Regions from separate parts of the Mus musculus genome. Here region 2 is linked to region 1. Evidence: chromatin contacts called from public promoter capture Hi-C data. All regions are on one chromosome and are shown on one strand. Each heading gives the region's core, a stretch centred on a gene start, on an enhancer-like site or on the middle of the called end of the contact. The rest is flanking DNA. Distances are from core to core; before and after follow the strand shown.

What was found. Promoter capture Hi-C pulls out the DNA fragments that hold promoters and counts their contacts.
Region 2: a promoter capture Hi-C map of liver shows a contact between it and region 1. The contact joins the promoter of Nop14 here to the promoter of Gtf3c2 in region 1. A contact is called at or near these places in 1 of 39 promoter capture datasets (liver) and 1 of 484 Hi-C or Micro-C datasets (CD4 T cells).

Annotation. Positions count from the first base shown.
Region 1 is chr5:31,178,328-31,183,470 of GRCm38.p6, reverse strand. It overlaps Gtf3c2 (general transcription factor IIIC, polypeptide 2, beta), which reads left to right and starts at 3,327. Exons shown (of 19, transcript NM_027901.2): 1 at 3,327-3,587.
Region 2 is chr5:34,657,193-34,662,034 of GRCm38.p6, reverse strand. It overlaps Nop14 (NOP14 nucleolar protein), which reads left to right and starts at 1,887. Exons shown (of 18, transcript NM_029278.2): 1 at 1,887-2,184; 2 at 4,026-4,160. The coding sequence starts at 1,990. It overlaps Grk4 (G protein-coupled receptor kinase 4), which reads right to left and starts at 1,656. Exons shown (of 16, transcript NM_019497.2): 1 at 1,031-1,656. The coding sequence starts at 1,082.

The sequences.
Region 1 (5,143 bases), core at 2,078-4,577:
ATTTACCTTTTTGGTAGGGATACCTAGATGGGTCAAAGTGCTTCATCCTGCTTTGTATCAGGGAGCAAACAATGGTGTGTGATTTTATTTTTAGTAATGAGTGTTTCCTGGAGAAAATTTCCCTGAACTTTTCATGAATAGTGGTTTTATCCAACTGCTGTTGGCTATCTGAATATTTGCACTGGAATATAAAAGTGGTTTTTTTTTCTAACTCTCATTCTTTCCATATTTAGTAATAATCATTTTATAGGGTATGATGGCACATGCCTGCAAAACAGCCAGCACAAGGAAGGCTAAGGCAGAAGATTCATGTACTTGTAGCCAGCGTAGGCTGCTACACAAATCAAATGAGAAAGGGAGGGTGGGAGTGTAAGTCCCTCACATCACTTTGTTTTTCTAAACTCTAAGTCCTACTGGAAAGGAAGGATAAATACTTCACTGTTCTTTTATACTCTCTAGTTTTTGTTTTTCAGCCAGGGCGAGGCTGTCCGTGAAGGGCACTTGGCCTTCCAAGTGCTTCTATGTACTGGGTCTCCAGGCTTTGGACTACCATACTCCGTGGCATCTTATTTTAGATCAGTATGAGTATGTACCACTCAGTGATACAACAGGATTAGAGCAAAGCAACAGGATTAGGCTCATGCTTTAGAAAGATAACTGTCAAGAAATTAGAGACTGAGTCAGAACACCTAAGAGAATGTTTATTGACTAAAACTATAAGTGTGCTTACCTAAATACTGGCCCAGTAATTCAACTTCAAGGCATTCATCCTAGCCATACAGTAACATGTCTGAAGGAACTTAGACATTAGATTATAGTAGCAGGCCAGGCATGGTGGTGCACGCCTTTAATCCCAGTACTTGGGAGGCAGAGGCAGGTGGATTTCTGAGTTCGAGGCCAGCCTGGTCTACAAAGTGAGTTCCAGGACAGCCAGGGCTACACAGAGAAACCCTGTCTCGAAAAACCAAAACAAACAAACAAACAAACAAACAAAGATTATAGTAGCAATCTATAATTCTTTCTGGTGAAAGAAAGCCTGCAGCTCAGAGAGGCAGAGAAAGCACTCAGCAGCTGACATCTCTTATGTCCCTTCTTCAAACCGATGTCCCTCCCTCTACTTCGTTCGTCTGTCTCCCTGACTCCTAATAATCCTACCTTCACTTCTGTCAACTGGTTGCTTGCTCCTCCTCTTGATCAGACTTTATTTATTCCTGTTTACAGTATTCAATATTGTAATATTGGATTAAAGGTGTGTGCTGAGGCAGAGGCAGGCGGATTTCTGAGTTCAAGGCCAGCCTGGTCTACAAAGTGAGTTCCAGGACAGCCAGAGCTAAACAGAGAAACCCTGTCTGGAAAAACCAAAAATGTGTGTGCTAAGGCTGAGCCGCACGACAAATAAAAACAGGTTTTTCCAGTAAATAACAATCTGAGGTCACAGTATGATCAAATCCTGCAACAGTTCTGGGCAGTGGTGGAGCACGCCTTTAGTTCTAGCACTTGAGAGGGTGAGGCAGGCAGATTTCTGAGTTCAAGGCCAGCTTGGTCTACAAATTGAGTTCCAGGACAGACAGAACTATACAGAGAAATTCTGTCTCAAAAAAAAAAAAAAAAAAAGAAAGAAAGAAAAAGAAAACAAAAACAACAACAAAAAAAACCCCAGTCAGACAGGGGTGGAAGAGAGATCTCAGTGGTTAAGGGTGTGTGCTTCTCTTTTAGAGGACCAGTTTCCCAGGACCCATGTTAGATGGCTTCCAGCACCAAGTGACCTAACATCCTCTTCTGGCCTCGAAAAGCACCCACATGAATGTGAGCATAGTTTCTCTCTCACACGCACACAAGAATTGATAGACATGGAGGTTTGTGCTTGTAATGAGAGCACTTAGGCTGATGCGGAGCCGTGATGCGCTCCAGACCAACTATGGTATTCCATAAAAGGGAATTTCAGTATAAATACATACGCTGGACCAACAATGAGAAACAGATCAACTGCGTGCAGGGTTAGTTAAGCTTAAAAAAGAGCCTTCAGGCTGGAGAGATGGCTCAGCATTTAAGAGCACTGACTGCTCTTCTGAAGGTCCTGAGATCAATTCCCAGCAACCACGTGGTGGCTCACAACCATCCGTAATGATTCTGGTGAGTCTGAAGTCAGCTACAGTGTACTTAGATATAATAATAAATCTTAAAAAAGAAAGAAAAGAGCTTTCACTTGTTGTATCTTAAACTTTGAGAATCTTTTTCCAAAATCAAAGTTATTTTAAAAAAATTTTTTTGTGTGATAAAACCAAAGAGAACTTAACCAGAGGCAGGATTTTAAGAGATGTTGTTCATCAAAGCACTAAATCTGTTACTCCCTATAAAATGTTTAGGAGCTATTATCTAAAAGAGGAAGACAGCCATTCAAAATGCTGTCATTTGAGCATAAGAGGATGTCGGAGAACTGGGTGTTCTCTTTCTTTCCTTTCAGATTTTGGCTAAATCCCTTTTTCCTTTTTTAATTGGTAGGATACAGGATTACCCTGGTAGAACCTGAATTCCTGAGCTCAAGAGATCTTCCTGCTTCAGCCTTGAGTACCTAGTCTGGGAGTTGACGTGCCCCATTGTTTTCTCCCTTTCTCATTTTTCTGAGACATGGTCTAATATAGTACAGGCTGATTTCCAATTTCCAAGTAGTCATGGATCACGTTGAACTGCTAATCCTCCTGACTCCATCTCCGGAGTGCTGGGATTATAAGCGTGCACCATTACTCTTTGTAAAGATTTAACCAAGGGAATAATTGAACAAGACTATTTAGAAAGGGGAAAGCTGCCATATTTCACCTCTTCCGGTTCATTTTAATTCGCCCTCCTCCTGGGTAAAGGCAGATCTGTGAAAGCTACATGGTTTTAAAAGGCTGAAAACCTTGTTGCTCGGAGGCCACTTCCCAGTGAGGGAGTGGCGTGAGGCCTGGGTTGATGCTCTCTTTAAAAGCGCAGCCTACCCACCCAGGCTAGGCTCCCCCCGCTCTTTTCTTCCCTTGGCCTCTTTCCAAGCCCTCCTCTTTATTTTCTTCCTGTCTTGGCTCATTCACTGGCAGCAGAAAATCAGGAGATCTCTGGGGGCGAGGGATTGTCTCCTAGTCCGTCGAAGCTCGGGACTGTAGTTAAGAATCAGGTGTGGTCAGGCTCTTTTCTCCACAAAGCCAGCAACCTGGGTGGAAAGGCAGGTCGGAACGCTCGGCGACAGCAGAAGCGCGACACTTTCCTCTTCAATGCTTTTCCACAAGGCTGCTGGTGGAGCTGCGGTGCCGCGCAGGCGCCGACCTCCCCTTCCGGTCGCTGAAATTCCCAGAAGGCCCTGCAGTGTCCTAGGGCCGCGGAAGCCACGCTCCAGCTCGCGGGCGTCGGAGGGCTCAGTGCCGCGCCGCGCTGCATTATGGAACACAGAGTTTAAAAGAAAGCTCGGCAGGAAACGCGTTCCAGACCAAGCTTGCGTTTACCTTGTCTCGGGGGCGGGGCAAGGAAGAGCCGATCAAGATTTCGTCATAAAACCGCGACCCGACAGGCGGCGCCATCTTCGAACTTGGACTTCCGGAAGGACTTTGGCGCGGGTGAGTGTACCGCAACGGGGTGTGCGGGGGACCCAAAATTACTCCTCCCATTCTTTTGCCGTAGCGCTAAGGCAATGGGAACCGATTCCCGATTCCCGTCTTACTCCCGCGCAAGACAGCGCGCCTCCTAGCCTTTGCGCTTCTCCCGAGAACCGTCGAGCTCTCTCCTCCGTCCCCACTGGGGCCACTGAGCATCCCCCATCTCTGCCAGCCGGTCTTACCTTCTTCCCCAATTCGGTGTATGTAGCGCGGTAAACTGGACTCAGGTTTCTGCACTGCTTACGTTGAACTCGTTACGTTGGGCCTTCGGACTTGGGTGAACCTGCAGTTATCTTAAGGCTTAGGGAAATCAGGGCTCGCCTGGGGCTCGAAAGCTGCCCCCACGGCCAGGATTGGGGAATGGCAGGTGGTGGTGTCTCTGTCTGATTGCAGTCAGTCCTCTTGTGCTCATTCCCTCTTACTGTGTCTCAGCCTTTTCCTCCAAGTGGCTCTAACCCCGGGGGTTGTGCCCCGCGCGCTGCAACCCCATTGGCGCAGCCAAGGGCCAGTTATGTTTCCTTATACTGGTCCTTTTATCCCGCGGCAAGTTTGCCGTCTTTTGGACAAGACAGAGATGGCGACTTCACCCCCACAGGAGGTAATTCACTTTTCTGGGCAGGTTTAGGACATAACCAGGTCTTTTTGCCCTTGGAGGTACATTGATTGTTACATAAATTCAAATTAACCTTTGCTTACGTTACCTTTTACCGCTTACCGCTATCAACTGCAGTGCCATTTTTCCTAATAGTTTTAAGTTGTTCTATTCAGATTTACACTCTTTAGTTTCTAGCAGTATCAACTGAAAACGTGAGTTGCAGGTTTTTGTACAAATAATATGTTTGTTTTTGGACCAGTAAAATTATCTGATAAATCACCAGTTGCATGATAGGAATACTTTGGGAACCAGTGTATTAAACAGTGTATGTGAAGTGAGTCCGTGTTTAAGATGAAGTATTATCTAATTGTTTTTCTTTTGCCAAAGTAGTCAGGTTAGCAACCTGAAGCAGCAAGGAAATCAGACAGTATGGGATATAAAAATCCTAGTTAGAATTTACTGAACATTTCTTCCTTTACTGTTTAAAATTTGTATTGTCAGATCCTAAATAGGAATTCTACCATTCACTGCCACTGCCTTTTACTAGAAGTGAATTTTTTCTTTTTTTTTTTTGTATTTTTTTTATTACGTATTTTCCTCAATTACATTTCCAATGCTATCCCAAAAGTCCCCCACACCCTCCCTCAGAAGTGAATTTTTAAAAGGATTTTTTTTTTGTATGTTGAGTCACTCACTGAAAAAAGTTATATACTGATTCATGCATCGAGTTCGAATAGTGTAGTAAACCAGGAAGGCAAGATCTTACAAACTTACTTAACTTACTTTCTTATCTTTATCTTACAAACTTTCTCTTTTGGTTTTTCAAGACAGGGTTTCTTGTGTAGCCCTGGCTGTCCTGGAACTCATTCTGTAGACCAGGCTGGCCTCGAACTCAGAAATCTGCCTGCCTCTGCCTCTCAAG
Region 2 (4,842 bases), core at 638-3,137, 3.5 Mb before region 1:
CCCCTCAAAACAGTATTATTTTGAATAATAGTATTAATTCAAAAATACTGACAGAGTAATGTCTTTTCTTTCATTTGTTTGTTTCTTTGATGATAGCTCTAGTCTCCATAGTTCTACTATAGTAGAACTCATAGTCTACTCCATAGTTCGCAGACTATGGAGCCTAGACTGCCATTGCACAGAGGATCTTCCTGCTTCAAGCCTCCTCTCTCTGCTCCTTGCTCACAGGGGTTTCAAAGCCCTTAGTTTGGTATTCAATTCTGGACACCACTCACTATAAGAAATTTCTGACAATGTTTCTTGTTAGGGCTTCCCATATTGAAAATAGTTATATTGTCCAATTAAGATTCTTCTTCCTGAAAATCACTTGGAACGTAAATGGACTTGTGGGGTTTTTTGTTTGTTTGGTTGGTTGGTTGGTTTTTCGAGACAATGTTTCTCTGTGTCGCCCTGGTTGTCCTGGAACTCACTTTGTAGACCAGGCTGGATTCCAACTCAGAAATCCACCTGCCTCTGCCTCCCGAGTGCTGGGATTAAAGGCGTGTGCCACCATGCGCCACCACTGCCCGGCTAAAATCAATTTTTAAAAGGAACAAAAAGAAAAATCAAAAACATCTGTTACTCACTGGTTTTTCTCAAAGAATATACTTCACATTCTGTGAGGTGAACACACTGAAGCTTCTTAATAGCGTCTACTTCCCATGGAACCTTTGCCTGGGTAATCCTAGAAAGTGTGCAATGCATAACTTTCCATACTCTGTCTTTCAGATTAGCAGCGCTGAGAGTGAGATGGAACTCAATCAGCCCCTTGTGCCTGTTAGGCTAGCGCTACTGTTTCAAAACAACAAAAGTTAGCCCAGGATCACTGACTGACACCCGCTAAGCTGCAGCTCCAATCCAGAATTGGTTCCAGTAGAATCAAAACTCCCTTATTAGACAATAAGGTACCAAGGAATCAGGATTCTCTCCAAGGTTAAAGTTCCTAGGAGGCGCTACCTTCGGGGAGACGGGGAGCCCGGGGTGCACCCACCTAGACGGGCCTTCAGCAACAGATTGTTGGCCACGAAGTTCTCGAGTTCCATGATCGCTGTCCTGCGCCGTCGCTGCCGCGGTTTCCGACGTCGAACTTTTCGGAGTCGAGGCAATGGAGACGGGGAAGGCTGCGGGGAAGGAGATCCTAAACCCGCGGCAGAAGCCTCGGGGCATCCCTTGTCCTTTGAGGAACGCGGCTTCTGGACGGTGGCCCTCCGCGACAGCGACCGTCTCTGTCGCTTCTTCCTCCGCCTCCTCCGGGGTCGCCACAACTGCCAACAGGAGCGCTGCCGTCGTCGCCGTCGCTGTCGCCGTCGCGGTCGCCGCGGAGATGGGACACGGGTAGGCTCGCTACGGGTTCCAGCTCTGTTGCTGTCCCGGCAAGGGGCTTCCGCTATCGGCGCCGGCGCGCGGTAGCTCGAGCTCCTCTCAGCATCATCGCCCAGGCCCAGGGCGCGTAACTCTCTCCTCAGCGCCGGGTCCTGGGCAGCACTCAACCTTCGCCGCGCCCTACCCTACCGAGGAGCTTACAAACTCGAGAGCGGTCTCCAGCGGCGACGGCGACAGCTCCAGCAGCGGCAGCCGCAGCCGCCAGTTAACTCGCAAGACAGCTGGGCCCCGGCTAACGGTTTTCCTCCAGAGGGAGCCCGAGAGCTCCCCTCGGGGCGGCGTCTGAGGATACTGTGGCGGCTCTCGGGACACTACAGATCCCATAAGGCCCAGCGCCAGGAAGTCGAGGAAGTGTGGCCTCCTGGGAGTTGTAGTCTTTAATCCAGTAAACTGTAGTGCCTGTTTAGTGTCATCCAGGACTTGTGTACTTCTCGCGAAATACGGGAAGCTGACGCACTCATCGCGAGACGAAGCTGGGCGTGGTTTTACATCAGCATCCTATGCACGAGTTTCTTGAACTGCTTGGTCTGTACGCACTGTCGTCCAAAGTGTGGCGGAGTGAATGTCATGGGGAAAGCCAAGCGGACTGGGGCGCGGAGGCAGGTCCACAAAGCGCCCGCAGGGGCGTCCGGAGGCCCGGCGAAAACTAACCCAAACCCATTTGAAGTGAAAGTCAACCGGCAGAAGTTCCAGATCCTTGGCAGGAAGACGCGCCACGATGTGGGCCTGCCCGGGGTGTCCCGCGCTCGTGCCATCAGGAAGGTGAGGGGATAGGCTCTACCCAGGTTCTGCGTACTATGCCCAGTGGCTAGTGAAAGCCATTTGGGGAGAAAAAGATTTATTTGGCTTACACTTATATATTTCCATCATTGAGGAAATTAGAGGCAGGAGCTGATGTAGAAGTCATGAGGGGTGCTGCTTACTGGCTTGCTCTCTATAGCTTGCTTAGCCTGCTTTCTTAAAGAACCTAGGACCGCTGCTAGCACATAGGTGGGCCCTCCGCGGTCAATCACTAATTAGTAAAATGCTCTTTGGGCTTGCTTGCAGCCCGGTCTTATGAAAGTATTTTTTTCCAATTGAAATTCCCTTCTTTCTGATGACTATACTTTGTGTCAAGTTTGCCTTAAACTAGCCAGCAAAACGATCAGGACTGAGGCATAACACTGCCTCTCCTTTGCTTGATATCGAATGCGCTTCCTCTGGAAACCCTTCCTCCTTGGGATCTTCCAGGTATACATTCTTCTTGACTCTTCTTGGAGCTTTTAGGGCCTAAGAGTCAATCTCTTCTGAGCTCTGAGCTGCCCTGTACCACTGCTCTGTATGCTTTGACCATGACAGTATTCGTCCCGTGGATAGGGTTTACAGAGTATGCTCTTTGAATGTTTGGAAATTGTCCTTCCTCTGAATTTCATGAGCTTGTCCCTTGGGAAGTCACTGGAATAGTACCTTTTGGGGATAACCTCATAGCTTCCATCCTTGTTCTTATGGCCCCATCTCAAGAGTATATTGTACCTTCCTTTCAAAACCAGTTCAACAAATGGCATTCTCTATGTAACTGCTGACGTTCGTTTGACTTTAAAAAATAAAAGTTTGTGAGTGCCGTTTGTGCTGTGGCTTTAATCTCTGGGGAATCGGAGACAGGTGGATCTCTGAGTTTAAGGGCTTTATGGTGAGACTCAAAACTTCCAGTTGAGTCTCAAAAAATAAATAAAAGAAATGAGTAAGTAAAAGGCAATTCATGGTTACTTTGAGAAAATTAATAGGTTAGACTTATTGGTAATGTTTGTAAAGGGGATAAGTAAGACCTAGCCTTTGCCCTTCACAGCTACAAATCTGTACTTTGTTACAAAGGATCCAGTTTACATGAGATCTTTAGATTGAAGGAAATTTCTTTTTTAAAAAAACTTAATTACTAATTTTATTTTAAATTTAATTTAAATTTTATTTTTAATACATTTATATTATAAATAATAAATAAATAAATAATAACCTCACCACTATGGTATTTGATCACATCTGGGTCTGTCCTTAAAGGGAATCGCATTGTAACTTTGTAAGGAAATTTCTTTTTCTTTTTGCTCTTTCGAGACAGTGTTTCTCTGTGTAGCCCTGGCTGTCTTGGGAACTCACTCTGTAGACCAGGCTGACTTGGAACTCAGAAATCCGCCTGCCTCTGCCTCCCAAGTGCTGGGATCAAAGGTGTGCGCCACCACTGCCCAGCAGGAAATTTCTTTTGAATTGGGTAAAATATCCATACTGCAAGGAGCTGACACTGTCCTGTGTATGTCCTGTATGTGGTTCAATGCATGCATTATAAAAAATACAAATGACTGTCTAATAATTCACCAGTATAAACTATAGGCCAAGGATGGCAGAGAGGACATTTGAAAATAGAATAATGTGGCATCTAACAGAACCACATCAGCTGTTTCTAATTAAGCCTTGAGTTTCATGCAGTATACCTGCCACATGTACTGGTTATTAGCATTAAATAAAGTGGCAAACTGTATTCTTCTCAACTTTACAACCCCTTCTGGTGGCCACCTCAGTGAAGATTATAGAGATTTTATGTGAGAATCATTGATGTGTGATGTGTTTTCCAGAGAACCCAAACTTTACTAAAGGAGTACAAAGAAAGGAACAAGTCCAATGTGTTCGCAGACAAACGCTTTGGGGAGTATAATAGCAACATAAGCCCAGAGGAAAAGATGATGAAGAGATTTGCTCTGGAGCAACAGGTATGGAAAAAGAATGGCAGGGACGTCTTTGCTCTAAACTTTACACAAGGCCCGCCATGGTGAAGGGTGCTTCTCCTTGTTCACCTCTGAGTGGTTTGCCTGCCATGTACAGGGGATATGTCTCAAGGGGTGTGTCCCATCTGCGAAGACAAAGGGGAAGGTACTTTGAAGAGTCGAAGAGTTACTAGTAGATAAATACCTTTACGAGAGCAAATAGCAAATAGTAACGTGTCAGAGTCGGCTGAGGTCCTGCCTTCAGCTTTGTTGGTTGGAGGAGTGAGTAGGGAACCATTGCCAAGGGGGAGACTGAGTAGGAGCTTAGCTTAGCCGAGTTGACTTAGATAAGAATTTTCTCCATCCCATAATCAGCTTCCAAATGCTGACATCATTGCATACACTAGCAAGATTTTGCTGAAAGGACCCAGATATAGCTCTCTCTTGTGAGACTATGCCGGGGCCTAGCAAACACAGAAGTGGATGATCACAGTCAGCTATTGGATGGGTCACACGGCCCCCAATGCAGGAGCTAGAGAAAGTACCCAAGGAGCTAAAGGGAACTGCAACCCTATAGGTGGAACAACAATATGAACTAACCAGTACCCCGGAGCTCTTGTCTCTAGCTGCATATGTATCAAAAGATGGCCTAGTCGGCCATCACTGCAAAGAGAGGCCCATTGGACTT